2 separate regions of the Macaca mulatta genome follow, and region 2 is linked to region 1. Evidence: chromatin contacts called from public Hi-C data. All regions are on one chromosome and are shown on one strand. The core of a region is the stretch at or near the end of the contact, and the rest is flanking DNA. Distances in the headings are between cores, read along the strand shown. Region 1 holds the start of SLC7A6 (solute carrier family 7 member 6). Region 2 holds the start of SLC7A6OS (solute carrier family 7 member 6 opposite strand).

Region 1 (4,878 bases), core at 2,356-4,855:
TGCCCTTCTGTGGACTTCATCCGCCTGCCCTCTCTCCTGGAATCCAGTTCCCCTCCTGGGACTAAGAACCAGAACCTGAAACATTCCTGTGGAAATGGGGTCCTGTCCTCCCCCTGCTTCTGCCTGGTCAGCAGGCCCCACATGCCACCCAGGAGCTGGGAGCAAGGACAGTCCTGCAGTCACCTGACTAGACCCTCCTTCCCAGCCTCTGTCTTCCCTCAGCTTGCAAGTGTCAGCATCCTTTGAACCTAGAGTTCTTTTTAGGATGCCACCCTTCTTTGCATCTTCAGCTCATCAGCCTGCCATCTGTACCCCTGGGGAGGTACAGACGAGAGAGATCAAGGGAGGAAAAGAGACTACTGGGCTGAGACTAGTATGGACAAAGACTGAAATAGAGACAGAGACAGGGAAACATGGATAGGGGATATGGTCCTGGCCTGAATTTTGTAGTCCAGAGCCCAGCCAGTACCCAGTTCTGTCCACTCAGCCCCACCAGCTGGGGCGCCAGGCTTTGATACACCAGAGGCCACAAGAGGGCGCTCTGAACCCTCTCACCGAACCACCTGTTAGCTAACCCTGGAAGGACAGGGTGACCCAGAGTGAGGGTAAAAATGCCTGGGGTAAAAATACTCGGGTCCAGCTGCAGCTCTGGCCTCAGTAAAAGGATGACAACATGAAAGGGAGCTTTACCCCAGGCCCTGCCCAACCTCACTCCCTGCTTGGCCCTGACACCCCCCTACTCATGGCACCCCACTCACCCCTGACCCATTTTAGCTTCATTGTCACCCTCAGTTTCATAGCTGCAGAGAGAGAGGGCATGGAATCAGAGAAGGCTTTAGGACTAGCACACTAGGGTTCAAAGCTCTACTAGCTACAGCCAAGTTGTCTGGGGAGCCTTCTGACCCTCAGTTTCCTCATCCAAAGAATGGGGACATCTGGGTGCACTGGCTCACGCTTGTAGTTCCACCTACTCAGGAGGCTAAGGCAGGAGGATTGCTTGAGCCCAGGAGTTTGAGACCAGCCTGGGCAAGACTTTAAAGGTGAAATAGGCCGGGTGCCGTGGTTCGCGCCTGTAATCCCAGCACTTTGGGAGGCCAAGGGGGGGTGGATCACCTCAGGTCAGGAGTTCAAGACCAGCCTGGCCAACATGGTGAAACCCCATATCTACTAAAAATACAAAATTAGCCAGGTGTGGTGGCACATGGCTTGTAGTCCTAGCTACTCTGGAGACAGAGGCAGGAGAATCGCTGGAACCTGGGAGGTGGAGGCTGCAGTGAGTCAAGATGGTACCACCGTACTCCAGCCTGGGCAAGATAGAGCGAGCTAGATCTCAAAAAAAAAAAAAACAAAAAAAAACAAAGGCCGCCGCAGTGGCTCACACCTGTAATCCCAATACTTTGGGAGGCCGAGGTGGGTGGATCACGAGGTCAGGAGATCGAGACCATCCTGGCTAACACGGTGAAACTCTGTCTCTACTAAAAATACAAAAAATTAGCTGGGCATGGTGGTGGGCACCTGTAGTCCCAGCTATTCGGGAGGCTGAGGCAGGAGAATGGCGTGAACCCGGGAGGCAGAGCTTGCAGTGAGCCGAGATCGCGCCACTGTGCTCCAGCCTGGGCGGCAGATCGAGACTCCGTCTCAAAAAAAAAAAAAAGATGAAATAAAAATAAATCTGTAGTCCCAAGTAGGAAGCTGAGGCAGGAAGATCGCTTGAAACTAGGAGTTTGAGGCTGCAGTGAGCTATGATCACAACTGTGAATAGCCATTGCACTCCAGCCTGGGCAATAGATCTCTGAAAGCAAAAGAAAAGAATGGTTACAAATAAATGTATCTTGCAGGGTGGTCCTGAGGAACACTGATGGTGTTAGAGAACATCTGATTCAGGGTGTGATGTACATGGGGCTTTTAGCTGATGGGCTAGGTAACTGGGTGTGAGACTGCAAAGCCAGAGGGAGCCGGCGTATGTTTTTTTTGTTTCCTTTCTTTTTTTTTTTTTTTTTTTTGAGATGGAGTTTCGCTCTTTATCGCCCAGGCTGGAGTGCGATGGCGCGATCTCGGCTCACTGCAACCTCTGCCTCCCAGGTTAAAGCGATTCTCCTGCCTCAGTCTCCCAAGTAGCTGCAATTACAGGCATGTGCCACCATAATAGGCTAATTTTGTATTTTTAGTAGAGACGGGGTTTCTCCGTTGGTCAGGCTGGTCTCGAATTCCCAACCTCAGGTGATCCGCCTGACTCAGCCTCCCAAAGTTCTGGGATTACAGGTGTGAGCCACCAGGCCCAGCTGAGCCGGCATACCTTATATAAAGCTGTGGCAGGGACAAGTGGCTGGGTGCCAATACAAGTGTCCAGAGTTGTCCTTCTGCCCAGCCAGGGAGGCCGGAGGAACTGATCTGGGAGGCAAAGGGTGCAACTCGATTGATCCAAATATATATGTTCACTCACTGACACGGGAGGTGTTCCAAGCAGAGGGCAGGAGGGCAGCACCAGCGAGGGCTCCTCAAGCATTGTCATCCAGGCCTGCAGAGAGGAGAATGGAAGGGTTTTTAGGCAGGGGAGATACAAAGTCATCGCAATCTGTAATTTAGGAGCATCCCCTACTCTGTGGAGATGGGTTAAGGGGAGCAGGAAAGGGATTGGGAAGCCACTGTGGCTGGGGAGAAGAAAGCAGGGTGTAGGCCGTGGGAGGAGTGGGGAGGAAGGGTCTGAAGTGCTGCCCATCTCTGGCTGGGTCCCTGTCACTGGGTGGCAGGGAGCAGGGTCTTGGGTATGGTCTGGAACCAGAGGACATGCACTTGTGGTCATAAGGCTGGGGGAAAAGACCCCAGGGCCCTGGACCAAGTCAGTGCTTGAGGTGTTGACAGGAAATTTCGGTGGAGGGCTCAGGGGCCCATGAGGTCAGGAAGCTCTAGACAAGAGAGCCCCAGAGACACCAGAGGAAAAGGAACTCGAGAGGAAGATGGAGGAGCAAACAGAGGGAGGGGAAGTGGGCAGGAGGTGCAGCTTCCCCAAGAGGGGTGGCAGCTCTCTTGGGAAAATGAGGACAGAGCCCCAGGGAGGTCTGGGGTTGGCCAAGGGAGCCTGCAGTTTCTTTGTGGGTGCGGGGGCCTCAAGGGATGGGAATCTGAGCTGTGCGTGTGTTTGGACAAGTCCCCAGAGTGTGTGTCTTCTCGGGGTTCCTAGACGCAGGGTGGCAGTGGCCCGGCGGTGGCGGAGGCCGTTTGGATCCCTGTGTGAGCTGTAGGGGGCGCCCTGGGCGCCGGGCCCAGGTCAAGGGCGAGATAGGAACGGGGTGCGGGGGCCGATGAGAGCTCCCCGCGGGAATGTCCCGGTGTAGACGCCCTCGGAGGCCCTATCTAACTCCAGGGTGGCGAGGGTGGCCGGGCCCAGGTCACGGGCTGCGCCGGCCCTGGCGAGGCCACCGGGGGCTGTCGGGCGTCCACGCTCACGGTCTGGGCCAGAGGACCCCGCAGCGGCCAGGCCGTGGCGGCCACGGGGGCCTGGAAGCGCCGCCGCCAGCTGGCCCCGCACGGAACTGTGTCCCGACGCGGCGCGCGCTATCGCGATCCGGTGGCGGGTGACGTGGCGGGGCGGGGCCTGAGCGGCCGCGGCGACGGCGGCGCGACCGAGCATCCTGGCGGCGCCGGGCCACTGGGAGGTAACGGGCCGGGCCATGGGCGGGCGCGCGGGGAGAGGGGCCGGGGCCGGGCCGCGTTCTGTGGGAGCGGAACCCTCTGGGTCTTGGCCACCGCCGTCGGGAGCGGGATGCGGCCCAGAAACGGCGCGGGGCTGGCCGGTCGGGGCCGCGCGAGAGGCGCTGCGGCTGAGGGGTGGCTACACGAGGAGCGAGGGACCTCGAGCGTGAGGGCCGAGTGTGGGAGAAATGCTGTATGGGTGCGAGCCCCGGAGGCTGATGGTGACCGCGAGGGAGCCAGTCTTGGAGTGTGCTGGCGACGCGGCGAGTGTGAGGGAGACCGGGGGTGTGTGTGGAGAGGGAAACCCCAGGTAGCAGGGTGACCGGGACTCTGTGTGTGCGGGCCGCGCTGCGAGCGTGAGACTGTGCGACGGTGACCCAGAGTGGGACTGTGACTGCGCTTCCGACTGCAGGACAGAGAACCTGTGCTGTGTGGTGGCCGCGGTGGGGCGGAGAAAGATGCGGGCTCAGGACTGCAGGAGCCAGGCTTCCTGGGGCTGTCGCAAGAATGACGATTATCATTTTAAAATCAGTCCATTTACTTTAGAGAATGCCGCAAGGTTTTGCGGCGTGTTGGGGCCTGGAGCGTTGGGCTGCTGGCGCTGGGGAACCCACGTGGCCCCGGTGATTATGGCTCTTTTGAGCGTCCCCATAGCCTGTCATCTTGTGTGACTATCTCTCGTCCTGAATGTGGGGAGATAGACGTGAAACATTCTGAAAATTCTTTGCTGGGCTCTAAGCAAACATGTTGTGTAATGGTCAGTATAAATAGGAATCAGGGTGTCGGCGAACACGTTTTTGAGTACCTCTTGTATGCCCTGGGCTTGGTGACACAGTTAAAAAGAATTCAGTCTCTGCCCTTGATGGGGGGAAAAAGCCAGGGCCAGCTCAGCTCGCAGGGCGGCAGTTCAGTGCCCAGCCATCGGGAGCTTATCTCTCAGAGCTGCTCCCAGATTTCAGATCTGGGAGGAGCAGACTTGAAAGGCTGTGACTGCTTCCTGATATCAGTTCCACCTCTTTTTGGTGGCGGTGAGGCCCTTTGGGGACCTGCCCAGGCCACCTGCATTACTCGGGTCCCGTGTGTGCTGTGCAGATGGCTTTTGCTTCCCAACTTTGATCTCAGATCGTCATTCAAGTCATTATACTGGAGTTTATTTTCCTGGCAAGTGTGTGGAAAACCACCAGC
Region 2 (4,709 bases), core at 1,028-3,527, 51 kb after region 1:
TGCTTGTGGATTCATTTTGAATTGTAATTTTTTTAAGTTTCAAAAATGATTGAGTTCTATAAAAATGTTTATCAAGAGAGGGCACATTGGCTGGGCGCAGTGGCTCATGCCTGTAATCCCAGCACTTTGGGAGGTTGAGGTGGGCGGATCACTTGAGGCCAGGAGTTTGAAACCAGCCTGGCCAACATCGCGAAATCCCGTCTCTACTAAAAATACAAAAGTTAGCCGGATGTGGTGGCTCACACTTGTAATCCCAGCTATTTGGGAGGCTGAGGCAGGAGAATTGCTTGAACCCGGGAGTTGGAGGTTGCAGTGAGCCGGGATCATGCCAGTGCACTCCAGCCTGGGCCACAGAGTGAGAGTCCAACTCAAAAAAAAAAAGGCACACCTTATGTTGAGAGTTTTCTGTTTTTTTTAGAGACAGTATCTTGCTCTGTTGCCCAAACCAGAGGGCAGTGACTTGATCATAGCTCACTGCAATCTCTAATTCCTGAGTTTAAATGATCCTCCTACCCCAGCCTCCCCAGTAGCTAGCACTACAAGCGCATGCCACCATGCCCAGCTAATTTCCTTTTTCTTTTTGTAGTGACAAGGTCTTGCTTTATTGCCCAGGCTGGTCTCAAGCGACCCTCCTGCCTCAGCCTCTCAGAGCGCTGGGATTACAAGAAGAATTTTATTTTATTTTTTTTTGAGACAGGGCCTCACTCTGTCACCTAGGCTGAAATGCCACTGCCGCACAATCATGGCTCACCGTAGCCTTGACCGCTCTAGGCTCAGGTGATCTTCCCGCCTGGGCCTCTCTACGTGCTAGGACTACTGGCGTCAGCTACTGTGCCCAGCCTCGAGGAAAATTTTCCATTTCTGTAGTTTCGCTGCATGTAATAGAATTCTTCTGGAAGTGAGTGCAAATGAATTTAGCAAATGTAATATAAAGAAAAGCACTGGATTAAATGTTAGAAGACTTGCATTCTAGACCTCAATCTACCTCAAACTGGGTATGCTACCCAGAACTATTCCTTTAAGCTCTCTTTGATCAATTTTCCTACCTGCTCTCTCTCTGCTTTGCTCCAGTGACCCCATCTCAGTCAGGCTGAAAGGACTTGTAAAGACATTTCCTTACAAGTACCTAGAGTGTCTAGCAGGCACTCCTCCCCTCAAATTCCTTACTGGTCTCCTCTAGCTCACCCGGCTCCAGGCACCTTGCAAGGAGCAGGGAAACTCGGCTTCAGAGCCTCTTTACTTTCAGGTTCTCTGCCTAGAAGTCCTCTCCATATGTGGAATGCCCTGCCATTCACCTTCTGCAAGTCTTCACTCAAATGTCATTTTCTCAGTGACACTCTCACTGAAGTGGCACAACTCTTTCTGCTTTGTCTCCCTGCCTCCTTACATCCCTTATCATCATCTGACACTGAATTGACTTGTTTACTGTTTCTGTTTACCTGCATGTTAGGTTCACACTGCTGTATCCACAGAATCTAAAAAAAATACCTGGCATTTAGTAGGCACGTAGTAAACACATGTTGGATGAATAACCAAAACTGTAAAATGAGGCCGTCACGCCGGATGGATCATGCATCCCCTTAAGATGAAACTGTGCTGCTACTGGGCCCAGTCTTCTGGCATTACCGTCCTGAGAAGCCCAGCACCACCTTCCGAGGCGTACTCACTTTGCAGGAGCCTGCAGCGGCGGCTTCAGGTTCTCCCTCCTCGTGGACAAGGTCTAACAACTGAAAGCCCGAGTCCCCGGCGGCTTCTGGGTTCCCCGGCGTGTACTCGGACTCCTGGCCGCTCGAGGTGGTCCCCAAGGATCGGCGGCTGGAAACCACCCGGTAGCGGCCCTCCTGCCGGATCTCCCGAGCCGAGGCGCGGAGATTGCAGCGGACACGCTGCTGGCTGTCCCGTGACGGGCGCAGAACTGCCCGCAGGAGAGGCTGGACTGGTTCCTCCTAGGGGGCAACAGGGGAGGGAGGCCAGCGTAAGCAGGAGTTCGCGAGCGGGTCAGGGATCGGGTTTCCTAACGGCTGCACCCTAAGATGCCCTCCACATCACTGCACCACGCCCAATACCTGGGAGCACACAGTGGCCACCAAGTGGAAGACATTATTCTCCGCTGCTCTCTCCAAACTCGCCGACGTCTTCTGTGCCGCCGACTCGACCTCGTCGCTCCGGAGGCGTTTACAAGCGAGCACAAGAGCCTCGGCCGGCTCCGCACTGCGCTTCCGCTTCACCCGCAGCACAGCTGTCCTGCCGGCCTCCATAGTGGCTGCCGCTGAGCATTGTGGGAACGCGCGGGGTGTGATGGGATAGCCTTCTAGTTCTGCCTTGGGACCCGCCCCCCGCCCCCCGCCCCCCGCCCCCCGCACGCTCCTCGGCGCAGATAGATCCCGCCCCGCGTGCTGGACGCGGCAAAATGGTGGTAGCAGAGGAGGCGAGCGAAGCGTTTCCCGTGGCAGGTGAGGCGCTGGGTATGCGGGGAAGGTGGGGTCGCTTTGGGGTTCGGGGTGCAGCCAGCATCATGTCCTTAGCACCAGGGCCTCGGCAGAGGAGCCTGGCGTGGGCGTACTTGGACTCCGGGGACCTTTCTAGAGTCCGCGTGGGGCAGCTCGGAGCACCCTGGCCTGCAGGAGAGCGGGGTTCCAGGCTGGCCCCGGCTCTGCAGTCCAGCCGGGTGCCTGCTGCTCGCGGGGCTGGGTCGCAGTACTGGTGCCTGGAGCCTCCCCTTAGAGACCGCAGTAGCTCCAACCATCGCATCCCTCACTGGGCCACGAGTTCTCTGATTGACCTGCTGATGTCTTCCCGGTTCACTGTGTTCTGAGTAATTGGAGAGTCATGTATTCACTACATGCCAGCCAGAGTGGTTCTGTAAAAGCGTACGTCCAGTGTAGATATGCTTCTGCTTAAAGCTCTTGAGTGGCTCCCACTGCTTTTGGAACAAGATCCAAACTTGTCGACTTTCCAAAGTCGACAAGGCCCAGCTTGATTGAGCAGAAGATGTGATAGGAGATGAGGAATGGGGGCTTCTGCAAAAGTGCTTCGGTCGCTCAGGCTTTTGGCACATTTTGCTTGTGCACCTAGTTCTTTCTACCTTAGGGCCTTTTCTTGGGAAAGTTGGGGTAAGGATTCCTGACCTGTAAAAACTCTTCCCCAACTTTTATCCTGGTTTGTCTTGTAGATCTCAAATGCTACCTTCCTCAAAGAGTCCTTCTGTAACCTTGGTTTTCTCTTTCTACAACGCTCTGTGTATTTCTTGCATTCATGTAGTCTGTAATTTGTATTACTCTCTCATTAGTCTAAGCTCTTGGAGGGCAAGGGTTTTCTCTAGCTTATGGTGGTGGCTCCAGTCCCTAATATAGTGCCTGGCACGTAGAAGGTATTCAGTCAAGTTTGATACTTTATTTTTTCGAGAGAGAGCCTCACTCTGCTGCCTAGGCTGAGTGCAGTGGTATGATCAAGGCGCACTGCAGCCTTGACCTCCTGGGCTCAGGCGATCCTCTCACCTCAGCCTCCAGAGTAGCTGGGACTACAGGCATGCGCCACTATACTCGGCTAATTTTTAATTTTAGTATATGTATATTTAATGTATACATATATATTTTCAAGACAGGGTCTCACTCTGTCACCCAGGCTGGAGTTCAGTGGCGCCATCTCGGCTCACTGCAACCTCCGCCTCCGGGGCTCAAGTGATTCTCCTACCTCAGCCTCCCGAGTAACTGGGACTACAGGCACAGGTCACCGCGCCCGGCTAATTTTTTAAAAAAATTTTTTGTAGAGAACGGGGTCTCACTATGTTGCGCAGGCTGGTCTGGAACTCCCAGATCCGATATCCTTGCGCCTCGGCCTCCCAAAGTGCTGGGATCACAGGTGTGAGCCACCACACCCTAGCAAATACATTTTGAATGAATGTTAAGGACCATCTGCTCTGCAGTTTGACGGGTAATACAATTAGGGCTTGGCATGGTGGTTTCTATTTCCTCCTTGTAAATGGCCATGCGAGTTTACAACTCTTGGAGAATGAGGAGGGGGTCAGAGAATATCTCCTCAATCTGTAGTGTAGACTTCTTCTGGGAGAGGACAAATAATAATGGATGAGGGCATTTAGCCAGAGAAGGTGTGTAGTGCCCACCAGAAGAGGTTCGTGCCTTCATAAAATTGTTAACACAAGACAAGGTTCCAGGTTGGTTGGTTTTTTTTTGAGATACAGTCTTGCTCTGTTGCCCAGGCTGGAGTGCAGTGGCGTGATCTTGGCTCACTGCAACCTCTGCCTCCCAGGTTTAAGCAATTCTCCTGCCTCAGCCTCCCAAGTAGCAGGGATTGCAGGCACCTGCCACCACGCCCACTAATTTTTTTTATTTTTAGTAGAGATAGGATTTCGCCATGCTGGCCAGACTGGTCTCAAACTCCTGACCTCAGGTGATCCACCTGCCTTGGTCTCCCAAAGTGCTGGGATTATAGGCGTGAGTCACCGCGCCTGGGCTCTTCCAGGTTTTGAAAACACTGTGGTCCTGGTGTTCGACTCAGCAACATCACAGACAGGAAAGGAATCCTATGGATTAAAGTTCTTTACTATACGTTTTTTTTTTTTTCCTCCACTTCAGATAGGTAATGTGCCAGTGTAGTAAAGGTTTGAGGGGAGGCACGTCTGACACAGGCGCATGAACATCCAGTCATCACGCTTGTGAGTTACAAAAGGATCACTCTTAACCTTTAAG

Evidence for each region. A called contact is a pair of places that touch in the nucleus more often than the background predicts.
Region 2: a contact with region 1 is called in a Hi-C map of CD4 T cells, with 3 times the contacts expected there. The contact joins the promoter of SLC7A6OS here to the promoter of SLC7A6 in region 1. A contact is called at or near these places in 5 of 14 Hi-C or Micro-C datasets (CD4 T cells, blood, cortical neurons and 2 more).

Annotation. Positions count from the first base shown.
Region 1 is chr20:63,848,148-63,853,025 of T2T-MMU8v2.0, forward strand. It overlaps SLC7A6 (solute carrier family 7 member 6), which reads left to right and starts at 3,606. Exons shown (of 12, transcript XR_013411051.1): 1 at 3,606-3,656.
Region 2 is chr20:63,900,611-63,905,319 of T2T-MMU8v2.0, forward strand. SLC7A6OS (solute carrier family 7 member 6 opposite strand) reads right to left here and starts at 2,278. Exons shown (of 5, transcript XM_015126469.3): 1 at 2,067-2,278; 2 at 1,668-1,946. The coding sequence starts at 2,258. PRMT7 (protein arginine methyltransferase 7) reads left to right here and starts at 2,374. Exons shown (of 20, transcript XR_013411027.1): 1 at 2,374-2,453. It overlaps LOC114674524 (small nucleolar RNA U13), which reads right to left and starts at 4,692; the gene lies at 4,590-4,692.